Linked DNA regions of Mus musculus: all the other regions are linked to region 3. Evidence: chromatin contacts called from public HiChIP or PLAC-seq data. All regions are on one chromosome and are shown on one strand. The core of a region is the stretch at or near the end of the contact, and the rest is flanking DNA. Distances in the headings are between cores, read along the strand shown. Region 1 holds the start of Actn4 (actinin alpha 4). Region 2 holds the start of Hnrnpl (heterogeneous nuclear ribonucleoprotein L). Region 3 holds the start of Yif1b (Yip1 interacting factor homolog B (S. cerevisiae)).

Region 1 (4,538 bases), core at 822-3,321, 280 kb after region 3:
CCTGGGCTACAGGCCCTGTTTTGTTTTGTTTTGTTTTTAAAGCTTTTATTTATTTATTTTTTATATATATGACGAGTACACTGTAGCTGTCTTCAGAGACACCAGAAGAAGGCATCAGATCCTATTACAGATGGTTGTGAGCCACCATGTGGTTGCTGGGAATTGAACTCAGGACCTCTGGAAGAGCAGTCAATGCTCTTAACGGCTGAGCCATCTCTCCAGCCCCTCTTTTTTCTTTTTTTAAACAGTTCCTTTTTCTTTCTTTCTTTCTTTTTTTTGTTTTTTTGTTTGTTTGTTTTTGTTTTTGTTTTTCGAGACAGGGTTTCTCTGTAGAGCCCTGGCTGTCCTGGAACTCACTCTGTAGACCAGGCTGGCCTCCAACTCATAAATTCATCTGCCTCTGCCTCCCAAGTGCTGGGATTCAAGGTGTGCACCACCATGCCCAGCTCAGGCCCTGTTTCAAACAAAACCAAACCAACAGCTCCAAATGCTTCAGTTGTTAAGGAGTTTGCAACCGAGCCGGTCAACCTGAGTCTGACCCCTAGGACCCCAGGTGGTAGAAGCACAGATGAGCTCTGACCAGCACACATGACATGGGCACCCCTGACCCACACAATAAATACATGTAAATTTCAAAGAAATCAAACCCAAAGGCTGGAGGCAGAAGAGTGGGGGTGGCAGGAAGAAGGCTTGGAATGGTGGCTGCTGGCTGCCTCTTTGTAAGAAGCCCTATAAGGGAGGATTAAGGTTTCCTGAGCAGCTGGAAGCAGGAAGTCACCTTTCAAGATGGAGATGGCCCCTCTGGTTATCAGATGGCCTTCAATGAGGCACTATTATTATTCCGTGTGTGTTTCTTTTCTCCTCTACCTACCCCCACTTCCCCCTCTGAGACTGGGTTTTTCTGGCTATCCTAGAACTCACTCTGTCTATCAGGCTGGCCTCAAACTCAGTGCTCTGCCTGCTTTTGCCTCCTGAGTGCTGGGATTAATACACCACCATGCCTGGTTTCCATAATTCTTATTGTTGCCCATCTCTCCTACAAAGTTAGTCGTTTGATAACTGACCTGGCTTACCATGCTGTCCGTAGTTGGAAAGTGGCTGCATGTAGTAGGTGCATAGTATTTGCTGCGAGAATGAAGATAGACAAGTCCAAAAGGACCCCTTGCCTTCCCTGCTAACTAGCTATCCCAGTCCAATCTAACTCGACGTATCTTTGAAAGAGTTTCTTTAAATATCTACCTTTTCCCTTTTCCCAGAAGACTTTACAAATCCAGCCCATTCTAGAGTTTCTTTTCTTTTCTTTTTTTAAGACAGGGTCCTCATGTAGCCCACACTAGATTCAAACTCGCTGTGTACTAAGTAAGTCTGGCCTTGAACCCTCCTGTCCACACCTCCAGTTGGGATCTAAGGTATGTGTCACCATGCCCAGTTATTTGTTTGCTTGTTTGTTTCGAGACAGGGTTTCTCTGTGGAGCCCTGGCTGTCTTGGAACTCACTCTGTAGACCAGGCTGGCCTCGAACTCAGAAATCCACCTGCTTCTGCCTCTAAGTGCTGGGATGAAAGGCGTGCGCCAACACTGTCCGGCCCACCATGCCCAGTTTTAAGCTCGATTATTTATTTAATTTAAGACTGGTCTTCCTGTGTAACCCAAGCTCCAACATGTTATCTGTCGTTCAGTCTCTGCGGCCTGAGAACAGAGATCCCACGTTCCATCGTGCAAGGTTTATAGTATATAGTTTCGAAAGGGTGGGGACTTTTCCTGACTTCTTTAATGCCAAGGCAGAAAACACGGTCTCACACATAGCAGGCAGCCAAATAAATCTTGATTATGTCTGAATGGCTGAATGGGAACACATTCCACCCCGAAACAGGTTAAAGCCGGATGAGGAGCCCCGCCTTATGAATCATTCATGACTTGGGCCCCGCCCACACGGGGTGACGCGCGCGTTCCCGCTAGAAGCGCCTGGGCTCCCACGCTGGGCGGGCAGCCGGAGGTGCGTTCTGCGCCGGCGCCGAGAGCCCGGGGCCTCCTCAGGTGCGCGCGCGCGGGAGGGCGGCGGCGGCAGCGCAGTGCGCAGGCGCGGCAAGTGAACTGCGCAGGCGTCAGTCTTGGGCGGGCTGAAAGCAGCTGAAGCGGCGGCCGAGTCGGAGCCTCCGGCACAGGGGCGGGAGCTGAGGCGGTAGCGGACCGGCTGGCGGGCTAGCGAAAGGCGGCGGAATGGTGGACTACCACGCAGCGAACCAGGCGTACCAGTACGGCCCGAACAGCGGCGGCGGCAATGGCGCGGGTGGCGGCGGAAGCATGGGCGACTACATGGCCCAGGAGGATGACTGGGACCGGGACCTGCTGTTGGACCCGGCCTGGGAGAAGCAGCAGCGCAAGGTGCGCGGCCCGTGACCCGGGCTGGGTGGCGTCCTGCGCGTGGCGGGGAGGCCTGGAGGAGGGTCCTGGGAGACAATTGGCGGGTTCGGGAACGGGTTTGCAGTCCCGGAGAGGGATTACAGAGCTTAAGGAAGCAATTGGGAATCTGGAGGGGGAGGGGGGAAGTGGCGGCCAGGTAGGAGACACGGGGAACTGGGACAAACGAGATGATGATTCGGGAGGTTGCAATGGAACTAGGTTTTAAGGCGAGATTGTTGGATCAGAGGAAGCATTGATGGGGCCCAGGCAAGCAATGGGGTCCAGGAAGGGAATTGGTGAGCCTGGATAGTATTTGGTTTGGGAATCCTAGTATGGAGGAGATAGTCTGGAGTGCAGAGAGTCTGAAGAAGAGATTGGAATTGCAGGAAGCCTTAGTGTGTGTGTGTGTGTGTGTGTGTGTGTGTTGGGGGGTGGTTCTAGAAGAGATGAAGAATCAGGAAAGGTAAAAAGGGGGCACTAAGGAGAGGATTGTGGAATCCTGAGACAGGGAGGGGGGCCTGCATGGGCTAGGGTGTGTGGTGAGTAGGTGTTAAGATGGTCTGATGGGACTAGGGGTCTGAGAAGGTAGGTGTTCAGGACAGAAGTTAGGGGCCTAGGAACAAAAAAGATGTTTGTGTGAGGAGGGTGAGATTTATTGAGGGCGCCTTGCTGTAAAAAGAAAAGGATAGGGGCGTAATTAGAATTGATGGGGAGACCCAAAAGAGTGTGGGTGCTTTGAAGAAGGGAGAGGTAGTGAAACAGTTAAGGTTCCAGGTTCACGGGGAAATAGTTCAACAGTGAGAATAGTGGAAGACAGTAGGAGCAGGGATGGAGGATAATGGGAGGGGGTTAGTTTGGGAAAATGGAAGTCTGATTAGGAATGCCTGATTAAAAGACTTGGGGGTTCATTGAGTGAGGAAGAAATGAGTGTTCTGGGAGAGTAGTGTCTTTTGATGGGGAGGGTAGGTGAAGGGGTATTAAAATAGTATTTCCTGATGGTATTTAGGAGTGTGGGGGCGATGCTAAAGGGAAGCCACAGTATGGAGTGGAGGTCAGAGTAGGAGGCCAGGAGTGGAGATGTGTTGGGTGGTTGAGAGGGAAGCTAGGAGTGATGGGAGAGAGGGTGTGAGTGTATGCAGAAAGAGCTAAAGAAGGGTGTGTTGAGTGGGTGAGAATGTGGGGGATGGTTCGCAAGAGTGTGAGGAGAGTGGGAAATTAAAATTGAAGTTAGAAGCTACTTCATGCTTTCTAGAGGTTGAGACTTTTTTGTAACTTACTGATGGGCACTGTGACTTCAGGACAAGACCCTTGCTCTCAGGGCGATCAGGAATGTGCTTTTGGTGACTCTGCAGACGGGATGTGCGTGGAGTTGGGACTTTGGGAGTTGGGAGCGGGGCCCTGAGGGTGTGGGAGAGAGCCGGTTTGATGACATTTACCAGATGCCCCCCCCCGGGGGGGGGCAGGGAAGTTGCTATATGGCTGGGTCCAGTCACCCAGTCTGGAGGGTCAATGGTGGGAGAAGCTGCAGTGCCTGGAAAGCCTGAGGTGGGACCTGGTGTAACTGTGGCCCAGTCGGACTGTCAGCTTGTATGCTGTCTGCAGTCACTAGGGGGGTGGAAGTCTGCAGTGTGTAAAATAGCTGAGGAGTGGTAGCTGGGGAATGAGTGCATTTTGAAAGGCAGGGGAGATCTAGTCTGGATCTCAACAATTATTTATTGCCTGAGGCCTTGAGAGGAAAAGGTTGAAAGTTGCCAAAAGACTTGGAAAGTTGGAAGGAAACGGGTCACAGCGTCCGCTTTGAGAATGTCTTGGATCTTTCTTTTCTAATGTTTAGGGAACTGTGCAGTGCCCCCCCCCCCCCCTTTCCTTAGATAACTGGAGTAGGGGTCATCCTCCTTTCACAAATACCAACCTCTGGTGCCTCCTTTTTTTTTAGCCCCTCTCTTTAGGGTGGTGAGGTTGGTGTGCATTCAGACCCTAGGCAGAACCAGGACTCACCAGAATCCCCATGGCTGCCTGTGTCACTTTCCCCTGCTCCTTCCTGGTTCCCTTCCTTCCCAGCCAGGAAAGGTTGAGAACAGGATGGCTCACAGTGTTCTCTAACGTTGCTTCAGCGGCTCTGAAAAGGCCCTGCTC
Region 2 (4,137 bases), core at 541-3,040, 430 kb after region 3:
TAGGCCAAGGTCTTCCACCCCGAACTGCTATCCCAACCTGTAACATTTTCCACAGCTCCTCCACTCACACAATCACACACAGGCAGTTTCTAGAGCTCTGGAGAGAACGTCCTCCTCCATCTCTCTAGACTGTGGCCCATGCCCCGAACACTACTGGGCAGAAACCTATGCATATTAGTGGGTTCTTAGTGAACCACACAAGGCACACCCTTCCCAGCCATTTCCAGTTGAGGTTTGCCTTCCACAACCTTGAGTTCTAATCTTACTTCTGTTTGTCACTGGTGAGACTCAACCTAATTTACCCAGTGTCTTTCCTGCTTTGTAAAGGGAGTCCATAAAAGTCCCCATCTCAGAGGACCAACACCGAATGTGAGGTACCTCTCACCTTAAATGATTAGGGTGGGGGTAAGGCTCACCACACAGCCCATGAGATGTTCGGAGAACAACCTTTTGGAGTCTGTTCTCTCCTTCCACCTCATGGGCTCCCGTTGTCTAGCTTGGCAGTTAACTTACCAGACTCAACTAAAATGTCTTCCAAATCCTTGAGAAACCTAACACTGTAACAACAGGGAGAAGCTGATAAATGCATGAGCAGCAGCCTCATCAAGAGGGCACTGTTTGTTTGGCTTTTTGATAAGTCTCACAGCCTTGTCTGTCCTGGAATTAACTATGCATAAGAGGCTGGCCTCAAACCAAAGAGATTAAAGGCCTGTGACTCCGTGCCCACCGGAAGGACTTTAATAATAAACTTTTAAAAGGAATGCAAACTGCATCCTAACCCAGACACCATAATTGTGACCTTCAGAAGACTAAATAGGCTGAAAGACTCTATGCATAGCCACAGGACCATAATACAGTTTAGTTTATAAATGCCCCAATCCTGGAGCCCTAAGCAAATCGAGTGATAATTTCTAAGCTTGGCTCAATTCCCAAAGTTAAATCTGCCTTTCACAAATCGTCTTCCGTTTTTCAATGCACACAGTAAAAGAAGTTAAACAGTTTAATCTGGGCATTATAATTTTATAATTTCATCAAGTGAACTTCTATATGGAAACGACCATGATTAAAACTGCGACGGGGCGACTCGGTCAGGCCACCGCCCACCCGCTTCCCGCTCGCTGGCTGTGGTTGTAGAAACGCGCTTGCGCATAGGGACACGGAAAGAAGAGGAAAAAAAAAAAGATAAAGAAGTGAGGAGAAAAAAAAAAAACGGCCCGACCGCGTGCCTAGGCCCCCCACATGCCGGCCCGCGGCGCCTGCGCAGTGCGGTGCCTGCAGAGCCAGCCGCTTCCTCCGCCCCCTCAAGCCCCGCTTCGGATTGTGCGCACGCGCAAGCGCCTGTCCTCGCGCAAACCCCGCCGTTTGCCCAACGCCTGCCCCTCCCCCACCCACCAAAAAAGCGCGAGGGCTGCAGCGCCTGCGCAGAGATTTTTCCCCCCTGTGAAAAATAAATAGCTTTTTAAAGTACGAAATTTCCCCTTCCTTCCGGGAGTCTAAAGCCCCAGCCTCACCCCGCCGCCGCCGCCCGCCGCCCCGGAGCCTCCGCCGCCGCCGCCTCCGTGCTGGTCGCCGGCGTTTTCAGTCTTCAGCCGTTTAGGGGCTCGGCCTCCCTCGTTGCCGCCGCCGTAATAGCGACCACCGCCACCTCCGCCGCCCGCAGCCGCCATCTTCACCATCGCTCCCGCCCGCCTCAGCTGCTCGTCCGGCTGCTGCCTCTGCTCGAGCCGCCGACGCCGCTTCTCCGCCCGGGGCAGCAGCCTCCGCGACATGGCGGCGCAGAACCCGCCTCCCCCCGCCTCTCATTGGGGGAGGGACACGCCCGTCACTCGCCGCCCCCACCCGATAGGGGGAGCCACTGGCCCTATCTTGGGGGGAGGGGAAGTTTCCTCACGGTTCATTTCTATTGGATAGGACGCATGCCGTTCTATTGGAAAGACCGCCTCTGTTCGCCAATCGCACTCCTTATAGGTGAACGCTTCTTGCCAGTCATTCCGCCAGGCCCCACCTCCTTAAAATAAACTCTGATTTAATAGGCCAGATTTTTGGGATCGCTCCGCCTTCCCACAAACAGTAAATGGAAGTGGGCCTCCGAAGCTCCGCCTCCTTCCCGCTCTCATTGGTTTCCTAGCTAATCGGTCACTCTGAAATCCTTGCGTTTCCCAGTCACAACGACCATCTTCCCGCGCCACTCCGCTGGGATACAAGAAAGGCCTTCCCTTCTGTGTTCCTACAATTGTTCCCCCAGGTGCCCGTCTCGTACGTCAACACTCGATTGGTCAATGAAGAGTGGAAAGAATGCCCTATTGCCAGATGGTATAGGACGACTGATAGCTTCTGATTGGTGAAAAAGGAGAGCCCGTAGGCTCTCTGTGGCGCAATCTAGGAACCGGTCCCGAGAGAGCGCATGCGCTCCTGTACTTTTGGGGGGGGGGGGGGGCTTCAATAGAAGAGGTGACTTTAAGGGATACAACTACTCGAGTACCCGAACGGTCTTTCGCGCGTCTGTTGTTTGCAAGCTCCGGAAGTCTAGAGCAAGACAACAATTTGCAGCAGCTATAACCCATTAGAACGTTTACTTCACCTCTACCCTATCCTAAGCTGGAGGTTATTATTTTTAAAAGAACCTTCAAATCTGAGCACTTCTCACTAATAAAACACTCATTGATTGCCATGTGACTTTGGACCCTGGCAGGCACCGTCATTTCACTCTAAATTCAGTCATGGTGGTAGATCTTTATAGTTCAACTCGGTTCGCACTTGGCAACTGAGCACCCTGCGTCCTCCAGAGTGCTCTGTGGCTTAGACTCGCTACTTGGAGACTGCTCTGAAGCGATTGTCTCCTCCCAGGGTCCTGCGAAGCCCGAGAGCTGCAACGCCGACAAGTGCCCGCCGGGGAGCAAGCAGACAGGGAACGTACTGACGGAGGATCCGGATCCCGACCACAGACCCGTCCAGAGGCTTTATGGGGAAACTAGGGAGTCAAGAAGACTCTGGGATGTAGCTCAGCAATGGAACGCTTGCCTAGCACAGACAAGGCGCGTATCTACCCCCACCCCCACCACACGCACGCGCGCGCGCGCACACACACACACACACACACACACACGTCTTGAGACGGTGTAAGACTCACAGGCCGCTTCAAAACGTGCTGTGACACCTTTCCACCAGGTCATTCCCAAAGCGGATATCCGCTTGGTACTAAGTTTGAAATGTGAGTAAAGGCTCAGAGAACAGAACCCCGGGTGTTGGGATAAGTTTTAAGCATGGCGTAGTGGTTGCAAGCCTGTAATGCAGCGCTCTGGAGGCAGGATTGCCTTGAGTTCAGGGCTACCCTGGGATACAAAGGGATTCTCCTAATTAAAAAAGTTTGGAAGCGGTGGAGGCTGGTGAGGATATAAATGGATCTCCAGCCATTTCACTGGACACAGACACTCCAAAGAAGGCCCTCCCAACATGGGGTACGCCGCCAAGGCGTAGCAGGTGACGCACGGGGGGCGGGGAGGCGGCGCTCCCGCAGAAGGGCGGGGTCCCGCGTCTACGTCAGAGACGGTAGTGGGGGAGGGGAACGGGAGGTCTCCTATCCTCCCCCGCGCGGGTCCCGTATGCCCCTCATTCGGGCGTGCTGTCCGCACTAGGCTAAACCCTGTACGGTGCAAGCGGCTCGTAGACTACTCACGCCTGGGGCAGCTACTGGTGCCCACGCCCGTGCCCGCTGCTCCCGCAGCCTGTCCCCCGCCCTCCCGCCGGCGCAGCGACGTGCGTCCCGCAGGTCCCCCCACGCCCCCACATCCCTCCCCGACCCCTTGGCCCTGTCCCCTACCAGCTCGGCGGCGAGCTTGGCCGGCCGTCCGGGATCGAAAAGAGCAGACACTGGGAAGTTTTGGGGGAGGGAGGGGCGGACCTTAAAGGGACCACGACCTCTTTTCACTGGGGGAAAGGGGGCACTGAGGAAGATAACCGAGTCTGGAACGGAATGGGAAGAACGTTGAGCGGCTGTGTTGTTTGAGCTCCGCATTCTTGCTCACCCTCTGTCCCACTTTCCACCCTAGCCAGGAAAATAAGTCCTCCAGTCGCTTGCGGTTTACGTGGCAGTTTTCTCCATTTGCCGAGTGTTTGGAAGATAAATGTAGACATGTT
Region 3 (4,359 bases), core at 1,559-4,058:
TCTCTGGGCTGGATCCTTTCCAGCTCTCAGAAATGGGTGACCTGATTGTCCACTCTTGCCCTCCTCGCACAGAGTGCACGCTCACAGCCAGGCTGCCTCTGGGCCTCACCTTTCTGCCCACCTGCTCCCCTCTGACATCCAGCCAACCAGCCCTCAGCCTCCCACAGTGCCTCACCTTCCCTTTCGTCCCCACCACTGCCTATTGGATTCACGTGTCCCACCTATTCTTCTTTTTCCTTCTGGCTCTTGAGTCAGGGCTTTGCTATGTAGCTCAGGCTGCCCTCAAACTCTTGGTTTTCTGGAGTGCAAGCATCTTAGGTGTGTGCCGTCACCACACCAGGTGCCTGGCCCCACTCTTAGCCCCATTGAAGGAAGTCTCCAGTGGGTAGCCAGAGATATTTTTTTAAGTACTGAGCACTGGAAACCAGGGCCTTGTGCACATTAAGCAGAAACTCTAACACTTAGCTGCATCTCCAGCCCTTTTACTTTACAGACAGGGTCTCGCTGGGGTGTGGTGGTGCATGTCTTTGATCCCAACATTAAGGAGACAGAGGTGGGTAGATCTCTATAGGTTCGAGAGCAACCTGGTCTACATAGTGACCTCCAGGACAGCCAGGGCTACACAGTAGGAACCTGTCTCAAAAGAAAAACCAACCATCCAAACCAAACCAAAAACCAAAACTAGGGTCTTACTAAGTTCGCCAGGCATAGCTACCTGGGAAGGAAGCTGCTTAGAACCGGAGATCCTGCCTCTCCCTCCCAAGCGGCTGGCATCTCAGGCTTGTACCACCCATCTTGGCCCTGTGATCCTCTGATACATTTATCTTTTTGGTTTTGGTTTTTCGAGACAGGGTTTCTCTGTGTAGCCCTGGCTGTCCTGGAACTCACTTTGTAGACCAGGCTGGCCTCGAACTCAGAAATCCGCCTGCCTCTGCCTCCCGAGTACTGGGATTAAAGGTGTGTGTCACCACTGACCAGCTTGTTTTTGTTTTGTTAACAAGTCCTCACTATGCAGCTCTTGCTGTCCTGGGACTCACTCTGTAACCCAGGCTGGCTTTGAACTCATGGATAACCCTCTAGCCCTTGCCTTACTAGTGCCTGAATTCCAAGTGCCCCCCAGGTGCATCACCTGCATGGTCCCTTTTCATCCTCTGCCCAAGATCAAGGGCCACCATGCTGAGAATCGAATTCTAACACCTCCTCAGCCCTGTCAGCACCCCTGGCCCCAAGGTCTCTCAGGTCCCAACGTAGACAAACCCCTTGCCTTAACACACAGTACTATCAACCTAGAACCATCCTCCTCCAGGAGCCTGCTGCGCCACACTAGGGACTCTGCTCAAATGTTCTCCCTCACTGTCGCTTCTCATAATGGCCAGGCTCCTGATTTCCCTCCTCAGCATCAACTCAATTGTGTATCTTGTTGGCACAGCCTTTCTCTCCAGGAATCCCTTAGGTCTTTCATCATTAGGCATGCCCTCTTCAAGGACTCAAGGATACTTCCAGTCAACAACTGAGTTCCACATCTCCATCCCAGCCCCAACCTATCTGCCTGTGCACTCTACATCATCTGTCCAGCACTCTATTAAAAGGAACTAACTCATCTTTGTGTGTGTGTGTGTGTCCGTCCACCATAGATCCATCTCAGGTAGTCAGGCTTGGTGGCAAGTGCCCTTACTGGAGCCATCTCTGGGAATCCACCCCTGACTTCTCACACTGTTTACTTTAAACACATGTTGCCCAGGCAGGCATTCAAAGTCGACTCCCAAGTGCTAGGGTTACAGGTGTGCACCATGAACCCTCCCCCATGCTTCTATCACAGCAGTTCCATTGCTCTGTACTGGCAGCTTTATGACAGGAATAAATGCTAGCTGGTCACATATCACAGGCCGGCCAGACACTAAGGAGTGAAGGGGTAAATGGAGCCTCCTCAAACCCTAGTCACAATCAGGACTACACACACACACACACACACACACACACACACACCACACACACTGGTTCTTACTACTCTAGTTGACCGACAAGTTTCCTTCCTTGGAAAGTGTCTATCTTCCTCCTGAACTCTAGCTGTAAGAAAGCAAGGACCAGGGCTTTGGTGGTTACTAGTGTGTACCCAAATTCCAGCCCAGGGCCTGGCACAGGGTTCACAGGAGCAAGTTATGTTAGATGAATAAATGAAACAAACAGGACATAGATATTGAGAGACCAAGAGGAATTCAAATTTACATCTGGGAAAAGAGGTTAACGAAGCTGGAAAAAGGAGGTTAGCAGGACAATAAGTACTGGTTGTGTTCTTAAATGGGATGTAAATATGGCCCTGTCCGCACAGGGAGTGCCCAGGGGCCGTACTGTGGAGCGTGGGTGACAGTTCCTAAGCACTGAAGAGTCTCGGAAAGGTGGGTAGCACAGGAGGTCAAATCGCTGACTGCAAATGAATGGAAGTAGCGTTTCTCTGAACACCGCACTACATTTTCCTCCAACTTGCTTTCTTTTAAAGGAATTTTTTTTAAAGAACCTACCCGCGATGCGCCCCCTACCCGGACTTGGCATCCCTGGGCTGTGCACACCTAGAAACTCCAGGTCCGGGATCTCGTGACCTCCGTCCGACCTGGAGTGACCTCGCCAACCGCCGCGACGGCCCCGCCACACCCCTCGCCCGCCCGATCTCCTCAGCCAGCCACGTACGCCACTTACGCAGCCGGGGCGTCCCCGCCGGCGCCGCCAAACCTGTCGCGTGCATGCTTTAGATGCCACGGCCGAGAACGCCACAGCCGCAGTTTGGAATGGGCCCGCCCGGTTCCCGTAGCCACGCCCCAGTAGTATCGAGAGACCCAATAGGTCTCACGATAGCGCAAGAAAGCCACACCCTCTGGAGGGGGTGCAGCCTGGTTGAGTGGGCGTCGGCTTACATAAGAGGCGGGAACTGAGGCCAATGACGTAAGGGAAGAGGCCGTACCTTAGCGGCAGCAGGGCGGAGCTTGGTGCGATCTAGGAGGAGAAGACTTCAGGCAGGAAGGAAACGTTCCTATTGTTGAGCCCGAAGTCGACGGAAAATGTAGTTCTTTACAGGCAGGCACTCGATTTAGTTAACTGAGAGCACAGGGAGGCTGAAGAAGCGTGAAAGGCGGGGAGAATGATGGATTATTGCAGTTATGCCGGCTCATCTATCGTTTACACAGACGCAGCACTCATTTTTATTATTTATTTATTTATTTATTTGGTTGGTTGGTTGGTTTTTTTCGAGACAGGGTTTCTCTGTGTAGCCTTAGCTGATTTGGAACTCACTCTGTAGACCAGGCTGGCCTGGAACTCACAGAGATCTGTCTGGCTCAGGATTAAAGGAATGCGGCACCAGGGCCCATTTAGGCTGAGAAACAAAGTTTAGCTTAGTGGATCACTTCTGTATTCCCAATACTGAGGAAGCTGAAAAAGAAAGTCATGAGTGGGCTGGTGAGATGGCTCAGCGGGTAAGAGCACTGACTGTCCTTCCAAAGGTCCTGAGTTCAAATCCCAGCAACCACATGGTGGCTCACAACCAACTGTAATGAGATCTGACGCCCTCTTCTGCTGCGTTTGAAGTCAGCTACAGTGTACTTATGTATCATAATAAATAAATCTTTAAAAAAAAAAGTCACGAGTACTGGCTTTGAACATAGTGAGCTCTAGTCTTACAAAAAAAAAAAAAAAAAAAGATTGGGGCTGGTGAGATGGCTCAGTGGGTAAGAGCACCTGACTGCTCTTCCGAAGGTCCAGAGTTCAAATCCCAGCAACCACATGGTGGCTCACAACCATCCGTAACAAGATCTGACTCCCTCTTCTGGTGTGTCTGAAGATAGCTACAGTGTACTTACTATAAATAAAATCTTTAAAAAAAAAAAAAAGATTGAAAAAGAGGCCCTCAGCATATTAGTTCAGAAGAACTGGTAACTTTCTTCGAAGGTACCTTTAGGCAATTTCCCAGAAGTTCATAAAAATGTTCTCACATGGCTCTTTTCCTTCAAGCTTTCTGTCCACCAGAGGTGCATACAGCCCTCACAGTTGAATGCACACAAGCACAACTTTGAGCATAGAACCCTGAAAACTAACTTCCTCCTGTGTGTCCCTCAGTGTCTCTTTTTCTCTTCCTTAGTATGCCCCTACCTCTTTTGATTTGAGAAAGGGCATTACACAGTCTAGGTTGACTTCGAACTCATTAAGGTAAAGACATCCTTGAACCCTGATCTTCCTGCTTCTACCTTCCAAATCCAGGGATTACAGTGTGTGCCACCACGACCCATGGCTGGCCCCTTCTGTCCTTTTTTCTGCTTATCAAAGACAAAAAAAAGTCGGAAATGCCTCTGGGAAGTGATAGCACTCCAG

What was found. HiChIP or PLAC-seq counts read pairs in DNA pulled down with a chosen protein or histone mark.
Region 1: a contact with region 3 is called in a FOXA1 HiChIP or PLAC-seq map of pancreatic cancer cells. The contact joins the promoter of Actn4 here to the promoter of Yif1b in region 3. A contact is called at or near these places in 4 of 39 promoter capture datasets (the SN4741 cell line, erythroid cells, macrophages and 1 more), 7 of 484 Hi-C or Micro-C datasets (CD4 T cells, CD8 T cells, the HPC-7 cell line and 3 more), 5 of 115 datasets of contacts at active chromatin or transcription factors (effector CD8 T cells, embryonic stem cells, large pre-B cells and 2 more) and 2 of 9 other capture datasets (adipose tissue and liver).
Region 2: a FOXA1 HiChIP or PLAC-seq map of pancreatic cancer cells shows a contact between it and region 3. The contact joins the promoter of Hnrnpl here to the promoter of Yif1b in region 3. A contact is called at or near these places in 7 of 39 promoter capture datasets (the C10 cell line, cranial neural crest, erythroid cells and 4 more), 1 of 484 Hi-C or Micro-C datasets (embryonic stem cells), 2 of 115 datasets of contacts at active chromatin or transcription factors (memory CD8 T cells and pancreatic cancer cells) and 1 of 9 other capture datasets (embryonic stem cells).

The regions. Positions count from the first base shown.
Region 1 is chr7:28,959,865-28,964,402 of GRCm38.p6, reverse strand. Actn4 (actinin alpha 4) reads left to right here and starts at 2,071. Exons shown (of 21, transcript NM_021895.3): 1 at 2,071-2,384. The coding sequence starts at 2,220.
Region 2 is chr7:28,808,543-28,812,679 of GRCm38.p6, reverse strand. Hnrnpl (heterogeneous nuclear ribonucleoprotein L) reads right to left here and starts at 1,790. Exons shown (of 13, transcript NM_177301.5): 1 at 1,512-1,790. The coding sequence starts at 1,769.
Region 3 is chr7:29,236,772-29,241,130 of GRCm38.p6, reverse strand. It overlaps Yif1b (Yip1 interacting factor homolog B (S. cerevisiae)), which reads right to left and starts at 2,808. Exons shown (of 8, transcript NM_001110201.1): 1 at 2,695-2,808. The coding sequence starts at 2,740.